2 separate regions of the Sus scrofa genome follow, and region 2 is linked to region 1. A link is a contact called in public Hi-C data. All regions are on one chromosome and are shown on one strand. Each heading gives the region's core, a stretch centred on a gene start, on an enhancer-like site or on the middle of the called end of the contact. The rest is flanking DNA. Distances are from core to core; before and after follow the strand shown.

Region 1 (4,779 bases), core at 1,817-4,316:
CCAGTAGCCCTTGAGCCTCATTATATGCTCATTTTTGTACATTAGCTGACATACCCACAGGTGCCATGACAGTCCAGAGGCTGACCACAAAAGGCCAAAAAGTAGGTGGTGGATGAATTCCTGGAAATCTCCAAGCCTTCCCTCAAATAGTTAGAATAATCTTCCAATTCCTTAGCCTATGCTATTACCCAGCCCATTAAAAAACTAACACCCCTGGAGTTCCCTGGTGGCCTAGCAGGTTAAGGACCAGGTGTTGTCACTGCTGTGATGTGGGTTCAATCCCTGGCCCAGGAACTTCCATATGCCACAGAGACAGCTGAAAACAAACAAACTACCTAACCACCGCCAGAGCCTGGAGCCACTTTCACCTTCTGCGATAGACCACATTCTGCCTATGCAAAGTATATCTCTCCAAATAAATCTGCTTTCACTTTACTATGGCTCACTATTGAATTCTTTCCTGGGTGAAGCCAAGGACCTTCACTTGGTAGCCTATCCTAGGAACTAGGCTAAGACTTGGGACATGACCATTCTCTTGAACCCCATTCTCCTCCTACAACATAAGGTAGCCTGAAAATGTCTGCAAAATTAGGATAAAATGTCACATAATTTATACAGCAAAGCAGAAGAAAGAACACTTATCTCCTCAAGAGAAAAAAGCTGCATATCTTTTTTGTTTTTTGGGGTTTTTTTTTTTTTTTGGTTGTGCCTATGGCATGTGGAAGTTTTAGGGCCAGCGATTGAACCTACACCACAGCAGCGAAATTAGCTACTGCAGTGACAATGCTGGATCCTTAACATGCTGCACCACGGGAGAACTCTGGGGCTGCACCTCTTAATAATCTCCTACACATTTCCAAAGAGACCTTTGTTTAAAAATCTAGAGATTATTTGATCCACAACCTTGAAGATATCTCTATATTGTTAGAACTAGAGGCTAGACTTGGAGTTCTCATTGTGGCACAGTGGGTTAAGAATCTGACTGTAGCAATCTGGGTCCATGCAGAGGTATGGGTGGGTACATCCGGCGTTGCTGTGGCTGCAGCTGCAGCATAGGTCAGAGGTGTGGCTCAGATTCAATCTCTGGCCTGGGAACTTCCATATGCCACAAGTGTGGCTGTTAAAAAACAAGAGGGAGTTCCCATTGTGGCTCAGCCTGACTGGTATCTGTGAGGGACCCCTAGTCTCATTCAGTGGGTTAAGGATCCGTTGCCATGAGCTGTGGTGTAGGTTGAAGACATGGCTTGGGTCCCACCATTGCTGTGGCTGCGGCATAAGCTGGCAGCTGCTGCTCAAATTCAACCCCTAGCCTGGGAAATTCCATATGCCACAGGTTCGATCCTAAAAAGCAAGCAAGCAAACAAACAAAAAAACAAAGTTCTGAGCCAAACACAGTGACCTCAAACTTTGAGCTTTTTTCACTACACAAAACCCTTCCAACTTTACTCTCTCTAGGATTATACAGGTATTTGTATGATGATACAAACAAACAAGCCACATCAGGGCAGAAAAATTTTGTTTCTTTTTCACTTTTTGCCTAGCACACCATTTGGTGTTCAGTAAAAAGCATCTTAACGACTCACAGAAAGAAAGTCACAGGGACCTAAAGAATCTGAGACTTAGAGAGAAATTTAACAGGTCTGATCCTTCATAGTCCTCAGCACTGCCAACTCCACAGAGAAGCTCTGAGTTCTGCAAGGGCCCTGTGCTGCCATCTACCGGTAGCTGGCAAGCATCGACTCCCCATTGCTATCTCCAGAACCCAAAGGGTTGCGGGAAGTTGGAGAGTAGAATCAAACGCTAATTAAATTACAGAAGTGTAAATGTCACATAGTTTTTGTTTTGTTGTGTTTTGTTTTGCCTTTTTTTTAAAGGGCCGCACCCACGGCATATGGAAATTCCCAGACTACGGGTCAAATCAGAGCTGCCGCAGCTGCCAGCCTACACCACAGCCCACAGCAACACCAGATCCTTAACCCATAGGATTGAACAAAGCCAGGGACTGAACCTGCATCCTCATGGATACTAGTCGGGTTAGTTACCGCTGAGCCACAACAGAACTCCTGTCACATAGTTGATTTGACACGTGCAAAGCAAAGGCTCTACTTTTCTTCAGTGATTGCAGGCTCCCCTTACTCTGTAGTAACACTTAGGCTCATGAATTTCACAGACGACTCTCTGACCTATCTCTACAGGTACACATCTGACTCTTACTTCTTGTCTCCCAGAATTCAGACTCTCTTGAACAGAGTAGGCTGCAGAAATTATTCATCCTCACAGAGTTGAGACCCCGTCAACCAGATTTGCGCATTTTTACAGAACCCTGAGACCCCTTGTGCTACTTTGCAAGTCCCACAGACCTCCCCCATTAAGGCAAATACACGCGCTAACGCAGACGGCTTCACTAAGAGGCTCAAGTTCCGCAGGCTGCTCACACCAGCGCAAAAGCTTGAGAGGGCCTCATTCAGGCTCGGCGCCTTCAGGCTAACGCTTTGACCCTGGCTCTGGCTCCCCACCTCCAGCCTAATCCGGTCAGCCTAGGCCTCACACAGAGGGCACATGCCCCGCCCATCTAAACCTGTCATCACAGAAGCCGCACGTGGCCGGGGTGGGACCTCAGGCGACCTGCAGCCATCACTTTGTCTCCTCCACCATCCATTGGGACCACCACCACCAATCAGAGCCAGCGGTTCCCGGCTGGAGAGCGGGCGCCGGGGTGAGGCTAGTGGGAGAAGGGGCGGGGGGAGAAGAGGCTCAGAGATCTGAGGGGGCTAGCGTTGGAAAGGAGCTTGGCACCGGTTCTGCCAGGCTGGAATCCGAGTGGGCGGGTCCTAGTGACAAGCAAGGAGACCAAAAAGGGGCGGGGATTGGAGGGGACGACGGGCAAGCAGTGTTCAATGGGGAGACGCCGAGAAGACGAGAAGGGGCGGGGCCTTAGAGGGGGCGGGACCTGTATTACAGGGGAGGAGCCCCAGGAATTACAGAAACTAGGAAAAAGGACAAGCGGGGTGGGGGGGGAAGGTGGGAGGTGGGACAGGGGGAGGGTGGGTCTTGTCGTTGCGGGGGCGGGGCTCGCACCAAAGGGGCGAGGTTTGCCGGAGGAGGCTGCAGCTGGGGCAGCTGTGTAACTGCCCCAATCCACTACCTCCCCAGGTGCAGCGGGACTCACGGAACTGCAGGTGTGGGGTGGGGTGCGTGTGGAAGAAGGGACAAGGACCGGGGTGCGCTTGGGCAGACATGAGGAGGTGGGGATCGCTTTAGGGAAGGAGAGAATTGGGAGAAATGCTGGGGTAGGGTGGAGTAAAGCAGAGTTAGGGGAGGAGCTGGGGCTCACTGTGTGGGCTAGGAGGTGCATTCTCCGGTAGCCCTTGTGGGGGAGGGGCGGGAGTGCTTTGTGAGGGTGGGAAGTACTAGGTAGGGGGTGAAGTCTTTATCTTGAAGTGGAGGGTTGGAGAAGATACTTGAGGAGGAGGGACTCTGAAGGAGCTTAGGGGGAAAGGGAAGAGGGGGTGTTGTGTGATGGAGAAGGGCTGGTGGTCCAGAGTGTGGGAGGGACAGATGGCCTGTGTGGAGGAAGAAGGGATGGGGCTGTGGGCACTCTGCGAAGGGAAGGGGTTGCAGGCCCCAGCTGGGGAGGGAAGAACCCCTAGTGCTTTGAGAAAGTGTGGGGGCATTATAGAGATTCCAGGAAGATGTTTGTGTCCTGTGTTTTAGGAATGAGGGTGATGAAATTGCTGGGGTGAAGAAGCCCGTCTGCAGTGCTCCTGGCTCCTCAACTCCTAACTCCACCTTCAGGCCTGAGCACTCTTAGAGAGGATCTAGGCCCCACTTGCCACTAGGGCTTGTGCGACCTTCTCAGGCAGCTCTGGATCTGTCTGGCTGAGTCTGGGTTTTTTGGTTTCTTTTTTTCCCCCTTCGTTGGTGTCTCTGGGGACCCTTCCCCCATTCTGTTCCTGTTAACCCCCCACTCTAGTTCCTGTTCCTTCTAGAAGCTTGCCTTGGTCCCTGTCTTCCCCCACCTCCCCCACTTTGCTCTGCCCTTATGTTCTGGGTGTGCTCATTTCCCACTTCCTTCCTCGCCCTGGGGCCTGGCCCGGTCCTTGCATGTCTAGGAGCTGTGCCTGCCCCAGACTTTGTACTCAGTGGCCAGAGACCTAATAATTAGCAGCAAGGCCCAGACCCCACCCTCACTACTACCAAGGTCTTTCCCAGCAGGCCCCCAAGTGAATGGTAGACACATTTTTACCACTTGCCACAAATGAAATTTCCCCACACTTTTCCTTCTCCTGGGTAGGTAACATTGCGACCGTCAAAAATTCTGGGTGTCTGTAGGAGGGGAAAATAATAAGTACTAAGGGTCTTTGATGCATGTTTGGAGAGGTGGGTCACTATTGTCATTTGAACTTGAGAAGGGATGTGAGGTTGCAGCCTCTGCTGGGGGAGGAAGAAGGAATGGCTCCCCATACTCCTGACCTGGAAGCTGACTGTCAAAACTGAGACTAGGGCCTAGTCCACTTGGGGGCTCCTCTGGTTCCCTGAGGGGACCTGGTGTAGGGCCAGAGTTCATTTTGCCCCTGGGCTGGCTGGGACAGGGTGGGAAAGCCCTGTTTTCCACACAGTGGCTGAATGAGTGTGACAGTGTTGCTGAAAGGGGCCCCAAGCCAGCCTCCTCTGGCTGAGAGACGGGTTGGTGGGGAGGAGGGGGTGCTGAGGCCAGACAAAGCCTTGGGGTAGGGTGGGGTAAAGGAGGGCAGGCTGAAGCCTTTTGAGGAGGAGCTG
Region 2 (4,691 bases), core at 939-3,438, 93 kb before region 1:
TTAAGTATACATTTCCAGAAATTCAAGTTCCAAATCAAAGGTTATGAACTTTTAAAGGCTCTAGGCACATATAGCTGAAAGCTTCCCAGAAACCTGTATTAATGGATACCACCATCTACACTAGACATTATAATTAAAATAAAGCATATTTAACTGGAAAAAAATCCAGTGTCATAAGTTATTAAAAAGTTAAGATTTTTAAAATTAGTAGTCAAAGAGAGTAAAGTGTCAGGAAAACCAAATAAAACATGTGATCTTTGATCAGCTGGTGCAGTGGTGGGGGAGGAATTCCCTTCATGGCTCAGTGGTTAACAAACCTGACGAGGATGTGGGTTCAATCCCTAGCCTCGCTCAATGGGTTAAGGATCCAGTATTGCTGTGAGCTGTGGTGTAGGTCACAGATGCAGCTCAGATCCCGCACTGGTGTAAGCCAGCAGCTGTAGCTCCAATTTGACCCCTAGCCTGGGAACTTCCATATGCCACGAGTGCAGCCCTAAAAAGCAAAAAAAAAAAACAAAACTAAAAAACAAAAAACCTAGGGGAAAATTCAGGCTTTCTTAATATAGACCATACATTGTATAAATGTTAAGTTTCCTGATTTTAACAGTGGTTATTTTGGTTATGTACACTGTTCTCACTCTTAGGGAACACATGCTAATATGTCATAAGTCTGACTGTTACATTCAAATGATTCAGAAAATACATGTGTGGGAGTTCCTGTTAAGGCACAGTGGAAATGAATACGACTAGGAACCATGAAGTTTCGGGATTGATCCCTGGCCTCACTCAGTGGGTTAAGAATCCAGCATTGCTGTGAACTGTGGTATACGCCACAGATGTGTCTCAGATCCTGCGTTGCTGTGGTTGTGGCATAGGCTGGTGGCTATGGCTCCGATTTGACCCTTAGCCTGGGAACCTCCATATTCCTCAGGCAAGCCCTAAAAAGCTAATTAATTAATTAATTAATAAGAAAATACATGTGTGTATTTTTATGTATGTGTATACAGAGACAGAAAAGGAGGGGTAGAGAAATAGAGGAGCAACTGTGACAAAACGTTAATTAGTGAATCTAATAAAGGGTAAATGTGTGTTCACACTACTGTTCTTTCAACTATTCTATGAGTTTAAAATTTTTCAAAATAAAAATATATTAGGGGAGTAGTCAAAAGATATAAAAAAGATTTTCATATAAATGGTAAACACATGAAAAATATATGAGCATTAATAAACTTGCTGATTATATAGCCTTTTATTTCCTCCTGCCCTCCAGTCATTTGCTCTTTAATCACTTGAACTGCATTTCATCAAATGGGCCCAGGAAGGAATGGAAAGAGAAATCTCAATATTCCATTTCACTTCCCATTAGCAGTCCTGGAAAAAATTTAAAAGATTTAAAACATCAATTTTTTTTTTTAATTTTCAAAAAAAAGTGAAAATTATCTCATTACAATACATTTTAGAAATGACCTATATAGACTTTAATTCACAACTTGGTCTTCAATTTAGATTCTTCTGATCTCCTATTACCCTAAATGTATGCTAAATCCTAGTTCCTAGATGGCAAAAAATAAGTAATAAATCATATGAAAAATAGGTTTTCTTTAAATAAAGAAACAAGTTTGACCTCTGCCAGTGGTCTTACTTTTAACAGGAAAAGTAGCCAATAGAATAGAAGGCAACCAATGGATTTACAAAGCATGAAGGAGGTTTTCCTTTTCAGAAAAAATACGAAGGAAGGAGTATAACACAGTGGTTTGATACATGGGTTCCAGCACCAGATTGCCTATATCTGAATATTTACTTCCATACTTACTACTTGTATTGTCAAATAACAAAATCTCTTTATGCCTCATCTTAAAAATGAGAATGACAGTAAAATCTATGTCTAAGGGTTACTGTGGAAATTAAATAAGTTAGTACATTTTAGCTCTTAGAGAAGCATCTGGCTGGCATACTCTAAGACCTCAAAATATGTTAGCTGTTATGGTTCTTATCGTTAACTAGTATTATTACAGTAACTACTACCACTATCACCACCACCACCACTTTCAACCTGCAGCTGATAAGTTTAGCACTGATTCCAAAACACTATAGCAACACAAAAGAAACACAACATACGTAAATCCACCCCCGCAGGTTGAAAAAGTGAAAGAGAAGTGATTCCAAGTCAGTCCCTTGGTGTCTCTTCAAGCTGTTCTGAGAGAACCTGAGAAGATAACCAATATACAACGCACAGCTCATTTCAAGAAGGAATCTGTGTGGTCTAGAAAAGTTAATCTGGAGTTCCCGTCGTGGCGCAGTGGTTAACGAATCTGACTAGGAACCATGAGGTTTCGGGTTCGGTCCCTGCCCTTGCTCAGTGGGTTAACGATCCGGCGTTGCCGTGAGCTGTGGTGTAGGTTGCAGACGCGGCTCGGATCCTGCGTTGCTGTGGCTCTGGCATAGGCCGGTGGCTACAGCTCCGATTCAACCCCTAGGCTGGGAACCTCCATATGCCGCGGGAGCGGCCCAAGAAATAGCAACAACAACAAAAGACAAAAAAAAAAAAAAAAAAAAAAAAAAAATTTGGTGTCTTTATCAAAGAACTATACAAAGATTATACAATATGAGGCAACATGATATATATATGTACAGGGTACTATGGAAGCAAAGGAAAGACCTAAGCTAGACATGGCAGAATGAAGAAACAGTATAAAGATTTCCCAAAAGTGGTAACATTGAAACTGAGCCTTAGAGAATAATAACAGATATATAGGGACAGACTAGGAAAAGTTTTTCCTCCAAGGGTAAATCTGACAAATGGAGAAAAAAGAACACCACTGCCCTGCCTACAGTCACAAAAAAAAAAAAACACAACAAAACAAACAAACAAACAAAAAAAAACCCCATCTCTTCTTAAAGCTAAAGAGCAAATAGCCATTGGAGGTATCAGACTGAATAAGGTGTGTTTCTGGAGCTTCTTCTGTTTATACATATCACATCTCTACCCTCCTCAACTCAAAATAAGCCATATTTGGAGAACTGACAGAAAGCTGTGATTAAGGAGATTCAGAGACAAGTTTCTCACTTACAACACTGGGCGGCAGCAGTAGGCAATGGTTTCCTCTGGCTTTCTTCTTGGCTAGAATACTAGAAGCAGAAAGGAGAAAAAAAAAAAAAAAACATATATAATAAGAGGCCCAAGTAAAGAGGAAAAAAAAAAAAAGGCATAAATACCTATAAAAAGGTTTCACATTTAATTGAAGTCAAATTTTTTATCAAACAGAAACAGATCATCCTGCTACTGATTTCCCTATGTGATCCTAACATACAAGGTCAGACTATCAGATATGGCATTGGCCCAATGTGACAAGACTAAAGCAGGATAGCAGAGAGGCTGTGCTGACCAAAGGCATCTGTGAACAACTCCAGCTCTGCCAGCAGCTGTAGAAGGCTTAGTCTTCGAAACCTTACAAAACTCAGATGACTTTTCCTATGGATAATGTATAGATTTCCCCATTTGGGTGATGAAACTGAAAACCTCTCTGAGACTGAGTTTTCTCATTAAAAAAAAATAATAATAAAGTTTCTTCCCTCACAAGGTCAGGTGGGCAGTAAAATAACTTAAGTATGTAATAACAACATCTGATATTTACTAAAGTTCCTTTCCCAATTATACTCCAACCTCCCCAACACAAACCACCACAAACCCCAACAAAATAACAGAGTACGGAAGCCATGAAAAGAAAGATGTATAAAAGTGAGCCTCGTTAAAGATGGGCAGGATTTGGAAGGTAAAACAAAAAGAAAAAAGTACAAACAAATTAACACAGATACATAGAGTCTGGAAAACAAAGTAGTTTGGTTCAGAACTCAGTGGAGGATTGGAAAAACACAGCATGGTCCAGCAACTTGCAAATATGAGAGCTTAACTTTTCATCCTGACTCTGCCATTTATTAATAATCTGTGAGATTCTAGGCAAGACAGAGTTTCTTTAACACTGAATGAGTCCTTCATTCAACTGATATTTCTTGAATGTCTATATCGTGCAAGGCCTTGTTCCAGGCACTGGGGGAAAAGCGTTTGTAAATCATGGTAAGGAGTTTAGATTTTATCCTAGTGTATCAAGAATCTATTTAAAGTTTTAAACACCAGGGGTTTATGACTTGATTACACTTTAAAAATCACTCTGAATGTTCTCTAAGAACTGTAAGGAACAAGAGGGAAAATAAAACTAATTATTACAATTATCCTGTTGAAAGGTGATGGTGGCTTATATATGTGAATTAAAGAAGGGCATTTCAAGTGGTTAGATACAAAATACAAAACACTTTTTGTATATAAATACACTTTTATATGTAAAATACAAACAATAAACTGCATTACATCAGCAGTAGACACCACTATTACTACTTCCATTAAGGGAGGGATTAGAAATCAAGCACAATTTAAACAATATAATAGTATTAATAAACCTGTCACTCATAAAAATGTTCAAAACTTTTTGGAGGTTAAGCAACCCACTCCAAAGAAACAAACAGACCTGGTTATTATAATAACCATTATAAATAATGATTGATTGTTATAGGCAATACACAGGTATAAGTGTGAGGAAATCATAAAACTTTAAGCATTAAGTTAGAAGAATTGAAACTTGATAGGTGAGAGTAAACATTTCCAGAAGACATATTTAATGAATCTTTTCCATGTC

Evidence for each region. A called contact is a pair of places that touch in the nucleus more often than the background predicts.
Region 2: a Hi-C map of embryonic fibroblasts shows a contact between it and region 1, with 12 times the contacts expected there. The contact joins the enhancer-like site here to the promoter of FAM214B in region 1. A contact is called at or near these places in 1 of 5 promoter capture datasets (liver), 17 of 47 Hi-C or Micro-C datasets (alveolar macrophages, embryonic fibroblasts, fetal liver and 7 more) and 1 of 2 datasets of contacts at active chromatin or transcription factors (skeletal muscle).

Annotation. Positions count from the first base shown.
Region 1 is chr1:235,905,429-235,910,207 of Sscrofa11.1, reverse strand. It overlaps FAM214B (protein FAM214B), which reads left to right and starts at 3,066. Exons shown (of 9, transcript XM_013986310.2): 1 at 3,066-3,153.
Region 2 is chr1:235,997,423-236,002,113 of Sscrofa11.1, reverse strand. It overlaps UNC13B (protein unc-13 homolog B), which reads right to left. Exons shown (of 39, transcript XM_021065583.1): 7 at 3,072-3,129. Among named protein-coding and RNA genes, the nearest start is that of UNC13B, 81 kb to the right of the region's middle. Within about 2 kb of position 2,188, at least 2 of the 83 cell types and tissues checked have an H3K27ac peak or open chromatin away from gene starts, as enhancers often do.